Linked DNA regions of Sus scrofa: region 1 is linked to region 2. Evidence: chromatin contacts called from public promoter capture Hi-C data. All regions are on one chromosome and are shown on one strand. The core of a region is the stretch at or near the end of the contact, and the rest is flanking DNA. Distances in the headings are between cores, read along the strand shown. Region 1 holds the start of HSD17B4 (hydroxysteroid 17-beta dehydrogenase 4). Region 2 holds the start of TNFAIP8 (TNF alpha induced protein 8).

Region 1 (4,385 bases), core at 217-2,716, 70 kb after region 2:
TAAGCTCAAAATTTAAACACCTAAATGTGATCTGACTGATTCTGCTTACTTTCGTGAACTTACCTCCACCTCTGTCAAGCTAGTACTTCTACTTCTATTACCTATAATATCCTCTATTTGCAAAGCACACTTCTTAAGTCTGTCATCTCCTTTGGAAAGTTTTCCCCTTTTCTCACCGGAAGGGAAAGGGTTTGTTTATTTCGGCACAAGTCTTAGCATGCTGTACTGTAGGTAAAGTTATACCACCTAATTTTGAATAGCTCAGGGACACCTTATTTTTCATCTGTAAACTTGTGCTTACTACCCCTAGGTGCTTAATAATATGACTATATTCAACCCCCAAAAGCAAAAGTTATTTAGAATCACCCCTGGACATTTTTTTTTTTTTTTTTTGTCCCTTGATATTTTGTGGCCAAGACTATTGCCCCAGAATCATACCCCTTCCCCTTCCTTGAATGGAAACCAGTTGCTCTAGTCTAAGTTTCAGGAGGAAGCTGCAAAGAGAAAAACAAGTACAGGTTAGAACAAACCAGGTGCCAGAGAACATTTGACTTCCAGTAGACTTTTAGCCTCATTATACATTCATTGCAATAGATTAGCACACTAAATGACACCTACCAGTGCTTTGTCCCTTGACAATTACCACAGCAACAATGGGAAAGGCCCATACGAAGACTACGAAGACTACGGAGGAGTGTTCTTTCAGTTCTGGATCCGAAGTACATCGATGTTCTTGGTTAAGTCATGACTGAGTATTCCTCCCACTTTTCCTAATTACCTCCCTTTTATCTCCATCGTCCTACATGTGTGGTGTCTCCATCTGAATTGGGTTTAGAAATTGATTTGTGACCTAAGTTTCCGCTTCTCCATTCTTTGGTGATTAAATAAAGCTCGTGCTGTTCCAGTTTCAACATCGATTTCATTATTGGCTGTGTGAAGCCAAGTGGAAAAAGAAAACCTTCCTGGCAGAAACAAGCGGTCTTGGCCAGTCTCAGACTCCAGGACCGGTAGAGTCAATCAATTCCATTTGGGATGTCAGCGTGGGGGCTCAGTACTTTGCATTTTTGACAGTTCCCAGAGGTCCATTCTGAGAAATCTTTTACCCATTGGTCAGAGTACCTCTACTTCTCAGGAGCTATTTTTGAAAGCTACTTAAGGATAGGGGCTGCATCCTCGCCAAGATCCAGAAAACGCTTGTTGAGTGAATGACAAAGGGACGGGTGAATGGATAAATACAAGGTCGGCCCAGTCAGCCATTTTACCACAAAGGTCCCATCAGCTCCCTTTACTTCCGCAGCAGAACTAGCCCTTTCAACCCAAGCCTCCTGGGCAGGGTCCAGCAGCGCCTGGAGGCACGGTGGACTACATTTCCCAGAGTTCCAAGGGATTGGCCGCGCAGGCGCACTTGGAAAAATACTACGTCACTCTCTTACCCAGAAACTGGCCGGTTAATGCCTTCGGCGCCGCTCCTCCTCGCCTCAGGTTTTCCCTGTCCGGCAGTGTGAGCTGTGCTGGTTCTTCTGCAGGCCGGACTTATGGCCTCGATGTTGAACTTCTACGGGCGTGTGGTGCTGGTCACCGGTGCCGGGGGAGGTAGGCATGCAAAGGTTGGAAGGCTGACGTCCGGGTCGCTCCTATCCCGGAGCACTCCTTTTCGGTCCCGCTGCTCTCGCAGCGGTGGCTGCGGTCTCAGCGTCGGGACTGCGGACAGCGGTGGCGGGGCAGCTAGCGGAGTGAGCGGCTGGATCCCCTGGGGGTGGTGGGAGGACGGACAACGACTGTCCTCCCGACGCCGAATCTGCTGAGGCGGGGGAGGTGGGGCTGGCCAGTCTTGAGTGGAGAGCCAGAAACTCCTGGTGCAGCCCCCACCCGTGTGGACTTCTCAGGGTTTAGGATCTTGCCTGAGGAGAGAGGCTTCGTTGGGCTGCGGGTTGCAGAACTAGGTGAAAGGTCTTTCAGGAGCTCATCCGTGAGTATCCATTGGGACTCTTCCTGCCAGTAGACTATCTAGGCCGCTTTAAGTCTTTTAAATGTGGTGGAAAAGCCGTCTGGGAGCTGCAGTCACCCCCGGTGTAGCAGATATGTCAGTCCCTTGCTTTTAAAAAGTCACTCATCCTTCCCTTTGTTGGATGATTTTAAGTTCTTTAGAGGGCCTTCCTTAAAAAGAAAAAAAAAAAAATCTGATTGGATTCCTCCTGGTTGGACTTTGTATGTATATCAAGCCAAGCACCATATTGACTAGTCCACTGGAGTCTTGGCGTGGGTTGTGAACTCAGTGCCTGATAAAGGACGTAATTGAGAGTGTCATGGGGACAGCAGGAGCTGAGGAGCAGAGGCCTTTTTGACATGGGCCAGATCTTCCTGTACTTCCGAAGCAAAATGGTGATTTGTTATGAGAAATAACCCTATTTTTAAAGGACAGAATTAAAACAAACCAGTCATACCCACGCGAATGCTTTGCGTTGAGGTTTTCTATTTTTACCACCAATACACGACCTCTCCGACCTCCAAGTGCAGGGATCTTGGTCTTAATTGATCCCCCACTGGTAGTGCCTTATGGATTTAATGAAGAATTAATTTGAATTGTATGTTAAAAATCACAAACAATGGAATTCTGTCAGTTAATTCATTTGTACCTTCACATCTCCATTAATAAAGTAAATTCTTATGCTTCTGTTCAGAAAAATGTCTTTAGTATTAGTTGGTAGCCAAGTATTTTGTACCTGTAGCTAAATACTTCATTCTAAAATGATCATTCATTCTAAAATGATCCGTTTTGGAAAAACATTTTGTTTACACTTTGACGGAATGGAAATAAGGAATGTGTCTCCTGTTTTAAATCTCTTTTGACAGTGAGTGATCCACACTATGAAATACATTTTACACCAAGACCTGGTGTGTGTGTGCACACCCCGCCATCTATATTTGAAAGAAATTCATGACGTGGTGCATAGTAAATGCAGTGCACTTTGAACTTTTCTGCTTCTTTCATTGAGAAATACAGATTGCAGTCCACTAAATTGATTTTGTGAAGTATTAATGAGTTGTGGCTTGACAGTTATGAATTTAGCATCTCCTGTTCATAAACAGATTTGTATTTTAAAGAGCCTGGATTATGGTACAATTACTGGCCATTAGACTTGAATACTATCTGAGGGTGGAATATAATTTTGTGGTAAATTTGAGACTGTTGTAAGGTCCACACTAGGCCATCATTTATGAGAGATTGAGATCTAATTCCAATCTAATTCAGGACAAAGGCTGTTGTCCTTGAGGTCTTACAGTTGTGATTTGAGAATACCTACCTAGAACTGAGGCATTGCTGAACATCCCAGGAGAATGTCCATGAGAGCCTCCCTGCCTGCTTGTCCTGGGTCTGAGTCTGGGAAGTAGTCCACCTCCAAACCACTCTTATTTTAGAGATGAACAGAAATATCTTTGCAGTATTCAGGTGCTGTTGTTTAGCTTGTAATTTTGAATAGTTTAATGGAAGACCCATAAGGAGTTAAGAATGGTCTAGGCTTCACGAAAACAATTTTGCCCTAATTGGTGGTATATTGGGAATTTGATTTGTTAGCTGACTGTAGCGTTGCTGGGGAAGTAACTGGGTGAGAGTGGTGGAGTTGGGCAATGGAAGAAGGAAGTCTGGCCATTATGAATTGGAGATGGTTATAAAATAGCAGCTTGTAGGTCTGGAGATTTTGAGAAGTGTGTGAGTAGTTGCAGATTCTAAAGTCGGGAGAGGCTTTGAGGTCCTTTGACTTCTGGTAAAGCTAGAAAATGAAGTAGTCCAGGGAGCTAGTCTCTGAGGCTCTGTTAAGTTGAAGGAGAGAGAAGTCCACTGCGAGAGCACTGAACAAACAGCTTGAGAAAAGAATCAGCTGAGATTTGACAGTGCTAAAAGGCCAAAAGGGAAATTGGAGAGAGAGGATGATTGACAATGAATTTGGATGTGAGAGGAAGTTAAGATAGGACCTAAAAGAGGATTAAGATAAAATAGAGGCTCTTGGATTTAACTTTTTGTTCATTTTGGCTGTAAAACTGTACTGGGCATTGTGGGAAATGCAAAAGAATGACATAACCTTAACTTTTAAGGACCTTCTAGTTTAGTTAGGGAGACAGACTGACACATAAAGTATTTAAATAATGTTTATGTAAATACAAATATAAAAACATGGGAGGATGCTTAGGTATCTGTTAATGGGCTAGTAGTATTAGAAAGAAACAGGGAAGAGAATGTCACTTTTAATTTTGTATACAGATTTCTGTACAGTTTGCATGGGCCTTTATGATAAAAGTGGATTACTTACATATCTTTTGAGAAAATTGTATAGCTTGGTTTTGTGGTAATTCTCTGATTAACCTAGATCAATCTTTACTAGAAA
Region 2 (4,697 bases), core at 1,401-3,900:
TGAGAGACAATTTCAGTTAGCCACAGAACATAGAAATAAATGCTTCCAAACAGCGAAACACAGGTCTGTAGAACTTCTGAGAAAGACATGGACACTTTGGATTCTAGAAATTTGGATTCTAAAGAAGAGTGGTTTTTGTAGGGAGGGTAAGACACAGTGGAGAGAAGCTATGATACCATCTTTTGAAATAAACAGCATGCCTTGCTCTTGAGTTCCATCAGGACATTCTTCCCAAGGTGACTGCCAGACTACATTTAAATATAAAAGAAGTTTCTTGCCAGGTTTCCTGAGGATCACAGAGAAAGTTCAAAGATCAACCTAGCTGCTAAAATGACTCTAAATTGAATTAGGCGGCTGACACAGCAGCGCTTGAACTGTTCATTCAGCAGTTGTTCTCCTTGGCTGACCTGAGCAGGGCTGAAGGCCTTTTGGTGAACCCAGTGTAAAAACAAGTTGGACATTAAGGACCTGTATTTTAACACACCTTATGTGGTGTGTACTTAAATTGGATTTGCAAAAGGACATTAATAAATCATTCTCATGGGGGTACTTTCTGAAAGAACAGGGTGAAAGTGAGTCCTTCCTGTGGCTACTGGGGCCTGGAATTTGGGTTGTGTGAATTTGCATAATCATCACCTTGAAAAGGTGTTGCATCTTACTCCAATTATAGATGAATGGGAGCTATCTTTGTGAGTTGACAGCCCTGGTGAGATCCTGAGGGGTTCCTGGTGGACATCTGTGAGAGTCTGGGCTGCTGGGGGGGCGGGGAGGGAAAGGACAGATGGTAGGTGTTTGGTGGGCTGGGGAGGCTCCCAGAATGACTGCTTGGATAAGACAGGGAAGGTGGATTCTGACCAGTGAAGGAGCATTTCTTTGGGTTCAGAATGACCTTCGTGTCTCCCCCACGAGTCTGAAGTTACAGAGGGAAGGTACGAGGCTTAGCACCTCCCAGCCAGCTCAGGAGGCCGTGTGGCAGAGGGGACCTCACAGTTAACTGTGACTTTCAAAAGGGTGCAGCTCTTACCCTTTTGGTAGTGAGGTCATTTTCCGGAAGGCTCTACAATACTGATATTTTCCAGATGTTTCTCCTCTCTGACTGGCTATGTCTTCCTCTCATCATCCTGCCCTTTCAGTGAAACTGAGATAAAATTTTGCTTGGTGTCTTGGGCATGTGAGAATCTCTCAGCAGTAGGAAGTGATTTAATATCTAGCGCCTTATATTAATATGTATAATAACTTCTTCACTGCTTGTGAATAGCATAAACCCCCCCTTTTGTCTGTTCACAGTCAATATTGAAATAAAACCCAAAAGCATCTTTTACAAAAATTTACCTTTTAATGGTGCAGTAGTTTGTAATAATCTGTGTTGGATTTTACGGTTTTCATATCACTTTTTGCTTATATTACCTTACTTAATACAACACATAAATCTGTATAATACATAATACTTTTTTTAATCCTCCTTTTCCAGAGGAGGAGAGGGAGAAATGTCTATTTAAATGTCTATCTTTTGTATATTCTTTTCACTGAACTTCCTGATGTACTGTAGAGCTTCTCTTCTTGCTTTTTTTTTTTTTTTTTTGCCCATATTAAAAAAAGGGAGGAAATGAAGAAAAAGAAAGCAGCTGGAAAATAAATTTATTAAAAGAATGTAACTTTTCTCACAATTTCCTAATGGATCTTTCAGGTATGTTATTTGAGGATCTCTTGCCCTAGATTGGTAATAAAACTAGAGCTCTGCAAAATACCTCAGTAAGACAGGTATGTGGGTGCCAGCCCCTGTCCCCACTTCTCAAGGAAAGATTGAGGACTCCTATTCAGCCAGTTGTAGGAGCTTGTGGACACGACCAGGGGGCAGAATTGAGATCTGTTCTCCAGGCTCTCCAGCTTTTGTCAGCATTTCAGAAGCATAAATATCTCCCCTCTTTGGGGCTTTTTGGGTGGAATTAATCCCAAGGAGTTACTAGTTCCTTGGGAGGAGTCCTCCCCTTCCTTTGCGGAGGGCCCTTGGGGCAGCTGCAGAGGCGGTAGTTCACCTGGTCGGGTTTGAGTAAGAGTGATCGCTCTGATTATACTGAATGAGTAAACCGCCTAGTCTGCTTTTCCTGTGCAAAGGTAAGGGGTGAGGGCCCCCCCCACACACACTCTTTCTTCAAAAGGCCCCCCATCTTGGGCTTGTGAAGCAGGTCTTTCCAGCCCCATGGATCCATATCCCTATTACTTTCTTCCAAAAGTAACGTACGAAACCGAGCAGTTTGAAAAGCGTTCATTTTGGGCGGCTAAGATCCCGAGACTCGGAAAGTTACACGGGCCTGCAAAAAAGCAACCTAAAGATTCAGAAGCATTTCTGTGCCTGCCTATGCATTTATGATTTATGTAAAACACCAGCGCGAGCTGAGATGAGACTTTCTTTCTTCCCTGTGTATAGATTTCCCAGGCATGGCGGGTCTGGGACCCTGAAGGTTCCCCCGCCCCTGCCGTGCTGGCCCCAGCGCAGAGTCAGCCCCACCTGCATGCACCCAGCCACCAGCCGCCGGTTCCCGGCGACGACGGGCTGGGGCGCGCGGGCCCCGGGGGCGGACTCCTGCCGCCCAACTGAGACGCGATTCGTCACTCTGCAGAACTTTCCCCCTGAAAATCCCTGCACTAGAACCAGCCCTCCCGCCCCGCGGAGGTTTTGATTTTAGTGGCTTTCCTTCCTTTTATTTTCTGTCGTGTGCGGGTTTTGGCGTCCAAGCACATTTGCAGCTCGTCCGAGTCCATGTCAGCGGTGGTCGCCCCTGCAGCTGCTCACCCTGACACCATGAACTCCGAAGCAGAAGAATCTAAGGAAGGTATGTTTTTGATATCGCTGGGGGGCTCCCACCAAGTTCTGCGGAGGAATGTGGACGTAGTGCGGAGTAGGGGACCAGACGGGAGTTTAAAAGGGAGCGATGGGTACTTTGTCTGCTTTCCCTGCGCCTTCGAAGCTCCCTTAGACCGGAATGCGCCGAACCCTGTACCCTTGTCAACCAGCGGCAGTTCAGAGGAGAGGGGAGGGAGAGTCGGACCTAGCTCGGCCAGCCCAAGAAAAGCTGCCTTTGAGATTTCCCTGGAAACGAAACGGCCCCAGTATTGATTCCAAGAAAGCAAACTATCCTTGGAAGAGCGCTGCCTGCCTGTATCAGGACAGTTGAAAGCCGGATCCTCTGGAATAGGACCCCTAAGAGTCTAGGGTCCCTTGAAACGGGTTTCAGAAGTTGGAAAAGCTGTGTTTCCGGCCAAAAGGGGAAGCGAGGGGGAGAAGTGAAAAATTTTTATTCGGAGAGTAGGTTTTTTCTTTTTTCTTTTTTTCCTTGCTGGCTTTTTAGCCACGGATTTATTTTGTTGGGGGCTTGTGGGGGGGGGGGGGCGCATGCACGATATGAGGGAGGCCTTGTGCAGCTTGAAACTGAGTTTGTCTGTTTCTAACTTTGCCGAAGCCAAGGGTTTCACTTACTCCTAACAGAGAACGGGTGACAGGGCTGGAAAAGCTCCAACCCAAACACAATTATACGCGGGTGTTAGTGTGGGGAGTTTATTTGTGCGTGAGTGTTTGTATGCTTTGTTTCCTGAAGCTTCATGTATACAAAAGCCCTCTTGTGAGTTGAGGTAGGAGTGGGGATGGTTGGGGAAAATTAGAGAATAAGAAAGGAGACTGAAATTTCTTTTCAAGTAGCCTCTGAAGAAACTGGTAACTTTCAAGTCAATCAGGGCAGCTCTGAGGAGCAGAAAGGAACCCCATCATTTCTCCATTTGCTAGATATCAGTCAGAGGGAGCCCTTGAAACTCTTTTCCTCATCTTGTCTTTTATTGATTCCCCTCCCAAAGTAAAGGGCTGGCATTTACCTTGTGCCCTGCAAGGGAAGCAGTCAGTAAAAAAGAGGCTTGTGTAATAGAAATATGGGGCTGGTGTGAATGAAAAATGACAGCTAGGAGCACTGTTTTTGAGCTTGATGTGGAGCTGGGGGGGCGGTTAATGTTTCCTTGCTGCTGTGTTCTCTGTCCTGCTGCTGGACGCTTTCCTTTTCTGTCTTTTAAATGGCAATTTACAGTAAGTCAGAAGTAGTCCACGGCACATAGGAAATGGGCTCAGAGAATCCAGTGGTGAACTTTTGTATGAATTATGAGCAGCATTTGAACTGGTATTTTTCTCCCAGGCTTGTTTTTTGTTCTTTTTTCTTTTTCTTGTTCTTTTGATATAAAGGGAGTGGGGAGAAGGTGGAAAAGCAGTCTCCCAGAACATATGATACATTTTTCTACTAGCACCCACATTCTTCCCTCCTGCCCAGCTTACCACTGCAAGCCTGAAAACTGGAGTGAGAAGAGGTCCCTTAATGTCTTCCTGCCCCACCCCTGCCCGTTCCTCACTTTACCCCTCCACTTGCCATCATTTACTTCCTACAGATGTGTAGCAAATTATTTTTTGGTTTCTGCTTTTTCAGAAAGCTCGGAATGTTTCTTTTTAAATAATATGACGTGCTAGAGTTTTAAATTGATGGCATTTAGGGTAGGATATGGGATACCTGTTGAGGAAGATGGAAAAAATACTTTATTAACAAGTGGAATCACGGTAGCTTCTGCCAGGAAATAGAGGACTAATGTCTGTATATATGTGTGTTTTTCGTGTGTGTTCCGGTCAATTCTTGCAAGACTGGCTATTGGCCATGGTCTAGAAC

The links. Promoter capture Hi-C pulls out the DNA fragments that hold promoters and counts their contacts.
Region 1: a promoter capture Hi-C map of liver shows a contact between it and region 2, with 3 times the contacts expected there. The contact joins the promoter of HSD17B4 here to the promoter of TNFAIP8 in region 2. A contact is called at or near these places in 1 of 5 promoter capture datasets (liver), 18 of 47 Hi-C or Micro-C datasets (adipocytes, alveolar macrophages, brain and 11 more) and 2 of 2 datasets of contacts at active chromatin or transcription factors (alveolar macrophages and skeletal muscle).

What each region holds. Positions count from the first base shown.
Region 1 is chr2:123,312,017-123,316,401 of Sscrofa11.1, forward strand. It overlaps HSD17B4 (hydroxysteroid 17-beta dehydrogenase 4), which reads left to right and starts at 1,467. Exons shown (of 24, transcript NM_214306.1): 1 at 1,467-1,593. The coding sequence starts at 1,536.
Region 2 is chr2:123,240,601-123,245,297 of Sscrofa11.1, forward strand. It overlaps TNFAIP8 (TNF alpha induced protein 8), which reads left to right and starts at 2,651. Exons shown (of 2, transcript NM_001244505.1): 1 at 2,651-2,834. The coding sequence starts at 2,762.